Regions from separate parts of the Mus musculus genome. Here region 2 is linked to region 1. A link is a contact called in public Hi-C data. All regions are on one chromosome and are shown on one strand. The core of a region is the stretch at or near the end of the contact, and the rest is flanking DNA. Distances in the headings are between cores, read along the strand shown. Region 1 holds the start of Eif3e (eukaryotic translation initiation factor 3, subunit E). Region 2 overlaps Gm10373 (predicted gene 10373).

The links. Hi-C and Micro-C count contacts between places; a contact is called where the count stands out from the background.
Region 2: a contact with region 1 is called in a Hi-C map of adipose-derived mesenchymal stem cells, with 2.8 times the contacts expected there. The contact joins the enhancer-like site here to the promoter of Eif3e in region 1. A contact is called at or near these places in 2 of 39 promoter capture datasets (both in the 3T3-L1 cell line), 1 of 15 datasets of contacts at CTCF or cohesin (the NIH/3T3 cell line), 4 of 484 Hi-C or Micro-C datasets (the G1E-ER4 cell line, adipose-derived mesenchymal stem cells and cortical neurons), 1 of 115 datasets of contacts at active chromatin or transcription factors (the SCID.adh cell line) and 2 of 9 other capture datasets (adipose tissue and pancreatic islet).

Annotation. Positions count from the first base shown.
Region 1 is chr15:43,279,485-43,284,116 of GRCm38.p6, reverse strand. It overlaps Eif3e (eukaryotic translation initiation factor 3, subunit E), which reads left to right and starts at 1,381. Exons shown (of 13, transcript NM_008388.2): 1 at 1,381-1,514. The coding sequence starts at 1,425.
Region 2 is chr15:43,436,695-43,441,067 of GRCm38.p6, reverse strand. Gm10373 (predicted gene 10373) reads left to right here. Exons shown (of 3, transcript NR_046064.1): 2 at 1,296-1,485. Among named protein-coding and RNA genes, the nearest start is that of Gm10373, 38 kb to the left of the region's middle. Within about 2 kb of position 2,252, at least 18 of the 459 cell types and tissues checked have an H3K27ac peak or open chromatin away from gene starts, as enhancers often do. A contact at or near this core is called in the NIH/3T3 cell line and adipose-derived mesenchymal stem cells, where this site is marked.

The DNA.
Region 1 (4,632 bases), core at 132-2,631:
ATGAGCTATCAGAGCTGTTTTACTTAACTAAATGCTTCTTGGATCCTCTGGTGCTTCCCTCCTTCATCCAGGTTATATTAGTTAGGGTTTTCTAGAGAGAGACTGGTTGAATGCGTGTTATGGTTTGTATACGCTCAGCCCAGGGAGTAGCACTATTAGAATCTGTGGCCCTGTTGGAGTAGGTATGTCAGTGTTAGTGTGAGCTTTAAGACCCTCATCTTAGCTGACAAGAAGCCAGTATTCTGCTAGCAGTCTTCAGATGAAGAGGTAGAACTTTCAGATCCTCCTGAACCAAACCTGCCTGGGTGCTGCCATGTTCCTGCCTTGATGATAATAGACTGAAACTCAGAACCTGTAAGCCAACCCCAATTCAATGTCCTTAATAAGAGCTGCCTTGGTCATGGTGTCTGTTTACAACAGTAAAACCCTAAGATGTGTGTGTGTGTGTGTGTCTGTGTGTGTGTGTGTGTGTGTGTAAATTGGATTTATTTGAATGGATTACAGGTTATAGTCTATTCCAAAAATGTCTGTCTCCCAATGAAAAGTCTAAGAATATAGTAGCTGTTCAATTAAGGCTGGATGTCCTAGGTGATCTTCAGTATAAGCTGGAATCCAGGAGAACTAGGTTTTAATGTCAGCGAAAGAATGAACTTGCCAGGGAGAACAAGGGCAAGCTAGCAAAGGGCTTAATCTTCTTTTTCTATACTTAGCCTGCCTAAAGGTCCAGATTAAAGGTGGATCTTCTCATCTTAGTGATATGGATTTAAGATAGGTCTTATCTTAAATAGCTTAATTAAGAAAAATCTCTCACAGATGTACCTAACTGCTTGTGATTTTGTTAGATTCCAAATGTAGTCAAGTTGACCACCATAAATAGCCATCACATATATTTCAGTGATCTAGTTTCTAGGCTTGATCATACTTGCCCCCATTTGTGTAAGGTGAATTACCTAGATTTAACCTCCCTCACCTCTCTTTCAAACACTCTTTCAGCTTAATTTTATGCATGGTTTTCAGTTCCATTAGTAAGTTACCCAGAGTTAATAGTGTATTGCTTTAGTACTGATCTTTGAGACCTAGTTGTAGTTTCAAATATGTACTCTTTCCACGTAGATGTCAGGCAGGCTATACTTCGTCTACTTATGTGTAAAACTAAACTCTTGGGTTCTTTCCTCCTTAAAACTAGCTTTTCTTTATTGGTACAAGAAGCGACAGAACTTCCAAACAAGAGAAATTATGTGCAAAGTTTGAGCCCCACCCAGAAGGCGTGGGGAGGGAGGGAGAGGCCACCACGCGCAACTGCTGCCGTTGTCATCAGCACGCTTGGGCGGGGCCACTACTGCACATGCGCAGTGCGGGGCCTGTCCGCCTCTCGGAGCTGTCAATAAAGTTTTAGCGAACAAGCGCTCCTTTCCCCCGGCAAGATGGCGGAGTACGACCTGACTACTCGCATCGCGCATTTTCTGGATCGGCACCTGGTCTTTCCGCTTCTTGAGTTTCTCTCTGTGAAAGAGGTGAGGAAGCTTTGAGAAGGAGGACGGCGTAGGGACGAGAGAGGCGCCTGGAGACGCGGGGAGGCGGCGGCAGGGCCTACACACGTGCGAGCCGGAAGCCGGCTTGGGCCGCCCTGACAGACACGGGCTGGGCCCTGGGACAGCAGCTTCCCGCGTATCGTAGCGCTGTCGGGGTGCTCGGGGCGGTGGGACTCGGCTGTGCGTCCGGAGGGGTGAGGTGACAGCGCGGGGTTCTGGCGACGCCGGGGTCTTTGCTTCCTGGCCCGAGGCTCAGGATCCTGCGGGCGGCCATGTCTGTTTTTGCCTGAAGCTGCGTTGGCTGAGCGAGTGCTTTGGGCTCGCCACGGATGCTATTGGAAATTTCAGTTTTCTTTTTAGAAATTGAGTCTATGGCCTTGGATTTGGGTTGTGTTCAGAATCCCATTACAAGATTCTCTTACATTTCAGGCATTCTAATTTCCTTGAAGTTGTGGATACTTTGCTGTGAATTTCCTGGTCATCGATAGATATTTATTTCATAGGAATGTAGCGTACTTTGTCAGATGAGAGTGAGGACCAAGAATAACCCACAAGCTGCAATGTAAACTTTGTTTTTAGTGTTGATGTTCAGACTTAACGAAGTATGATTCAGTCATAAATGTTCAATGAGATGTCCTAAGTATGTAGTTTGGGGACTTAATACGTTTCAGTCCTGAATTTAGGAGTTTGTTTGGGGGTACTGAGAAGAAGTATTGGATTAGAACTATTATGGCTAACTATATATTGGCTTTATGGAGAAATTGATGCATTTTACTAATTACAGTAAGTAAAGTGTAAGGCTAGAATTTTGTCTAGCAGAGTTAGTAAGTTGTGCTTTCTGGACACAGATTATAACAGGGAACTGCAGATTCAGGGGCAGGTATTTTGTGTTCACTGGCAGTTTTCTAAAAAGTCTAGTAAAACTGTTTTGATGACATATATACGCTTCCAGATAGCTACGGTTTATATGACAGGTATAGTATTTATATTCATAGGAAGTTTTCTAAACAAGTGTATTGTCAGCAGGGAACAGCAAAATTAATTTTCAATAAATGCTGAAGAATGTCTTGACAGGTGGGTCATGAGCTTGATGGATATATTCTTTTTGCATTGAATTTTGTAGTCTGCACACTAGAGAGAAAAAGTTCTGACTGTCTTTTGTTTCATTTTCTGAGTATATGATATATATATATATAGATAGACAGATACAGATATAGATATATACATATTGAAGTCTCTCACCTTGCTAGTGTAGCAGAGATATTTTAGATCTGCCTGAACTTAATATTTTTGTGTTTTTTAATGCATTTATGTTTTTAAGGGAAGAATGTGTAAGTGTAGATTGTTTATTCATAGGCAAGGCTATAACTGAGACTCGGGAAACATCTAAAAGAATGTTATTACCGGGGTAGTACGGTGGCTTTAATACTTCAAGAGGAAGACCGTTCCTAAATATTGAGACATAAACTATGAAAAATCCAAGCTAAATCTCCAGCATCTCACCATTGAAAAATGTAACCTTTTTATAGATTGATGTGTCTGTAAGGTAAAAATGATACATATCAGGCAAGTATTGACTAAATACTGTTAAAATTCAAGAATTTCTGTTAACCATTAGTGGGCAAAAAAAGTACTTTGAAAGGGGGAATTGAGTCTTGGAAGCTAGGTAATTAGGACAGAGGCAGTGGTCATGATGTTTGCCATTACTGATACATTTGTATATTGGAGTATAAAAGTTCCAGGAGAGAAAAACTGGTTTCTAATCTAGGTTCTCCACATGGCCTCAGCACTTGAAATAGTTCTGCATAAAGGCTTTTAATAATCATTGAATAGTTAAATGAATTATGAATTTGCATGTCACAGTTTATTGTGTGAAGTGTCAGGTTAGAGGGTGAGTGCCAAGATAAGAAGAGTGGGTTTTGAATTTGGGCATGGGTTAGGATCGTCCTCTGTCTCGATTCCTCTGCACTTCAGAGGTTTGTTTTGTTTTGTTTCTGGTTTTGTTCTTTTGTTTTTTCTATTTTAACCAGCTTCTCAGTCATTCTACCTCTCAGTGTAAGCTCTGTTCACCTGATTTGTCTGACTGTTGTGGAGGGGTTGTTTTCCCTTTGAGATAAGATCTTGCTTGCTAGGTAACCCAGGAGGGCTTTGAACTCCTTACCTGACTGTAATTTTCCCAAGGGCTGACTTTACAAAAGTATATCACCACCCCCAACTTTCTTTTTCTTCATATAAATGAAATTCACCAACAGGATTTTATACTTGTTTAATGTTTTGAACTCCAATCCCTTGATGTGACAAGCAGGCTGTCTACCACTGTGATCTATATTCCAAGCTGTTTTTAGAAACAGAGTTTCCCTGTGTAGTCCTAGCTGGTCTAGAACTCCCTACTCCAGAGGTCGTCCTGAGTATTAACAAATGTATACCAGCACCCCTGGCTTCACGAACTAATTCCTGAGTCATCTTTCCATCTGTGAAAGTCACTGGCCCTGTGACGGCAGTTATGAATACTGACCATCAGTGCTGATGGTTAATTTGTTGTAGTCTACCAGTTTGTTCATCCATTCTAGTACTAAACGACTGTGTACTGTAAAGATTTTTGGGAATTATACTTTAAATAGATGTACTCTTGTTTTAATATCTTACAAAGTTGGTGAGTCAAAGCATGTATGATGTCAGGAAATAAAAACCTTTTTTTCTTTTTTGGGGGGGAGGGTGGGTTTCAAGACAGGGTTTCTCTGTATAGCCCTGGCTGTCCTGGAACTCACTTTGTAGACCAGGCTGGCCTCGAACTCAGAAATTCGCCTGCCTCAGCCTCTGCCTCCCGAGTGCTGGGATTAAAGGCGTGAACCACCACGCCCGGCTTAAAAACCTTTTTTCTTAAATGACTGTGTTCTTGCTAGTAGGATTTGAATGTTCTGTTTAGTCTTCATTCACACTAAGACTGATACTCTCAGGTTTTTTGTTTTGTTTTTTTATCATAGTTTTTATATATACTTCCTTTTGATTAATGAGAGCTTATGTTGTTTTGTTCATTTGATTATCTTGATTTGTTAGTGACTATTAAGATGTTTTACCCATTTCAGTTGGATTGTCATTT
Region 2 (4,373 bases), core at 1,003-3,502, 160 kb before region 1:
GAGATAGCTCAGTCCTGGAGTACTTGCCTAGCATATGTAAGGCACATGGTGTAATCCCAAGTACTTCCCCCCAAATCCAGTGTTTGTAGTATGAGATCTCTGAGAGGAAGGTTTTGACAATTTTCTAATACATAAAAGTAGAAATCATCACATTGTCATGAGAATGAATATAAATCTGCAACTGACGGGGCTGGGGAGACAGGAAGCTTCTTCGGGAAGAGACAGAGACCTGGGATAATGGAGGTGCCCAAGAATCAGTGGGGTGTTCTTAGCTGTGGCTCACAGCATTGGGAATATGGAACCTGAAATAGCCCCCTCCTATAGCCAGGCAGGAACCCCAATAGAGTGATCAGGACACCAACTCACCAACAAAACTTTCAACCCAAAATTTATCCTGTCTACAAGAAATGCAGGCACGGAGGATGGAGCAGAGGCTGAGGGAATGACCAACCTAACTAGCCCTAGTTGAGACCCATCCCATGGACAAGCACCAGTCCCTAACACTATTAATGATACTCTGTTATGCTTTCAGACAGGAGCAAGTTGCCCTCTGAGAGACTCCACCCAGCAGCTGACTCATACAGATACTGACACCCACAGCCTAACAGTGAATGCAGCTTAGGGAATCCTTTGGAAGAATAAGAGGAAGAATTGCAGGCCCCAAAGGGGATAGGAACTCCACAGGAAGATCAACAGAGTCAACTCGCCTGGACCCTTGTGGTTCTCAGAGACTGAACCACCAACCTAAGAATATGCATGGGCTGGACCTAGGCTTCCCCGCATATATGTAGCAGAAGTGTAGCTTGGTCTTCATGTGCATCCCAAACAACTAGAGTTGGAAGAGGAGCTACCCTAAATGCTGTTACCTGCAAGCAGAGTACGTTCTAACTGGGCTGCCCGGTGTGGCCTCCATCAAAGAGGATGCGTCTAGCCTCACAGATACATGATGTGCTAGGGTGGGGGTATACCAAGGGAGGGGAGGTTCCCACCTGCTCAGAGGAGAAGGAGAGGGGTATAAGGGAAAGAACTATGGAACAGGGCAGTGAAGCAAGATGTAAAGTGAGCAAGTAAAATAATAATAATAATAATAATAATAATAATAATAATAATAATTCATTTTAATAAAAAATATACAAATCAGTATTCATATATAGCCCTTGATAGAAAAATATAAGAATTTTCTAAAATGACACATACTTTACTTTATAACATTACTGTTTGAATGTAATAGATGGGTCTTGTATTACATTTCCTAAAAAAAACAATGTCAGTTTTTCCATCATATGACTTTTCAGGTGAAGGAAGATCTATAATGAAGCCAATGTGAAAGTTGAATTCACCAGGTCTTTGCTTAATCACCAGTTCCTGATGACTCATTGAAGACCCATGGCTTTTCATTTGTTGCTCAAGAGAGTCACACTGTGTTCTACCTGCATTCTTTATGCGCAGACCCAGACCATAGTTCATCTCTTTTCATAACTTCAGGTTTGTCACCTCAAATGTTGACCACTGCCCGACCTAAAAGAAGTTTCCATATTAATTTATCCTAACCATCCGAATGCTTCCTTTACTAATGTTTCATAGCCTTTAATGATTCTATCTATGTGTTCATTGCTTTACTTTTTACACTCCATTGCTATTGGATGGAATTGATCTTAAAGACAAGTGGTAGTATTTTGCTAACTATAGATATGCATTGGCTGCTACAGTGGCTGGTACATAAATGATAATTAATAACTCTTAGTTAAATAAATATCTTGTATTTCTTTGGTAATAGTTCTATTTATGAACATATATCATGATTTCTTAGTTATACTATTCTGTCTTTAAACATACACACACATATATTTAATTTTTTGAGAATTTTCCTGGAACAATGTTTTAAAAGAAAAAAATGAATAAAAATTAGGTACAGTTCCTTTGAAAGAACCTGTATAGATGAAAGGAACCTAAAATGTAATGTGCATAGATCTCTCCATTAAGTTCTCCATTAACTACACCTAACTCTTGATTGAATGGGTTTCTTCTTGTCTCATGCCCAACAATTGCAAGACGTTACATCAGGGTACTTACTATTCATCTCACAGTTTATACGGTGTGACCTTTGATGTAACCTCACTCTTTCTCCATCCTCCCATAATTGCTGTTGATTTCATGCAACAAAATGCCAATTGGGCATCACTATGATAATCCAGTATCATCAAAACTGCTGTGATTAAGAGAAAAAAAAAACCAGCTGTGACTATGCTAAACTGACCCAGTGATGACACTCACTACATGGGTATGGCTCTAAGTCTGAACTGTTCTGAAAATATTTTAATCATGACACCATATTTTCTTTTCTTTTTTTTTTCCTTTCACTGTCAATTTACATTAGGAGCCATCATCTACTTTTATTAACAATTAGTTTTCTTTATTTTTACTTCATGAGATTTAAAACAACATGGCATAAACAAGTGCATAGCAGCCCCTTCAGTAAGTACCTCCTGAACTCTTAGCTCCCAGCTACTCCATTTCAATACTTGGAGGTAGTTTCAGCTTTACTGATGAGGCAATAAAATTAAGAGAAAAAAATGGAAGTGTACTAAATGTGTCAGTAAGAATTAGAGTTTCTCAAATATGGTTTCCTCTCAGCAGCAGCAGTTGAGCCCTCTGCCCCGCTCCCCATATTTTAGGCCATTGACTTATGGGTTCTCACAGTGAGGAGTTCAGTGTGTCTGGAGAGGATCTGCCATCTGTGAAGAAATGTTTTGGTTAAAAGATCTGCATCAGAGATTGGGAATGTTGAAACACAGGCAAAGAAAATAAATGTCCTGAGGGACTTTAACTTACAGAGAGCATAGCTACCTCATGAATATATTGTGTGGTTGGGGAAACCCAGATATTTCAACTCTGAGGCAATAGTTAAAGCAGAGAGTAATGGATGTGATGACAGTCAAGGAGATGACTTGGATACTCCAAGAATTATGCTTTCTTTTCAATATTTTTTTAGCTGAGTCTTTAGGTAAGAAACTCATACTGGGATTTGTAGGCTCTGCTTATGTGTGAAACAATGGATTAGTACCTACTATATACCCAATGCTGTAACAAAAGTTTTCTGACTTTAAAAAATGCACAATGTGATAAGCAAGGAATATACTCCACATATGGTATTTGGTGCTGAATATCTGTAAAGAGTCACACAAAGGAAGAAGTAACTCTTGATTGGGTGTGAAGGAAGACATCAGAGAAGATATGGACCCAAGTGAGGCTGACTTTAGTTTTTCTGAAAGCCATATTTAAGTCAAAAATTTTGGTGTAATCTCAGGTATAGAGGAATGGAGATCATGAGAAATGCAGAAGTATCATTAGGTAACTGGCTGTAATGACCTTAATTATGACATTTGGACTGGGTCTTTCAGACATAGCTGTTGAATCACTTTTTATTTCAGTCCTCATCCGAGTCCCCATTTAGACTTCCCATCCATGCTAGCTATCATCATCATCGTCCTAGAGGCCTCAGGTCAATTTGCACTACAAGAACCAGTGCACTCTCCGTAGAATCTGGAAGATGCCAGAGAATGAATGACACCATGTTTTGAAGGGTGTTTTTAAGGATTAATAATGAGGGAGGAGAAAGAAGGGAAACCTCATGGTTTTTTTTTCTTTTTTTTTAAGAATTATTTTTTATTAGGTATTTTCCTCATTTACATTTCCAATGCTATCCAAAAAGTCCCCAATACACTACCCCCCCACTCCCCTACCCACCCACTCCCACTTTTTGGCCCTGGCATTCCCCTGTACTGGGGCATATAAAGTTTGCAAGTCCAATGGGCCTCTCTTTCCAGTGATGGCCGATTAGGCCATCTTTTGATACATATGCAGCTAGAGTCAAGAGCTCTGGGGTACTGGTTAGTTCATAATGTTGTTCCACCTATAGGGTTGCAGATCCCTTTAGCTCCTTGGGTACTTTCTCTAGCTCCTCCATTGGGGGCCTTGTGATCCATCCAACAGCTGACTGTAAGCATCCATTTCTGTGTTTGCTAGGCCTCGGCATTGTCTCACAAGAGACAGCTATATCTGGGTCCTTTCAGCAAAATCTTGCTAGTGTATGCAATGGTGTCAGCGTTTGGAAGCTGATTCTGGGATGGATCCCTGGATATGGCAGTCTTTAGATGGTCCATCCTTTCGTCACAGTTCCAAACTTTATCTCTGTAACTCTTCCCATGGGTGTTTTGTTCCCAATTCTAAGAAGGGGCACAGTGTCCACACTTTAGTCTTCATTCTTCTTGAGTTTCATATGTTTAACAAATTGTATCTTATATCTTGGGTATCCTAAGTTTTTGGGCTAATATCCACTTATCAGTGAGTACATATTGTGTGAGTTCCTTTGT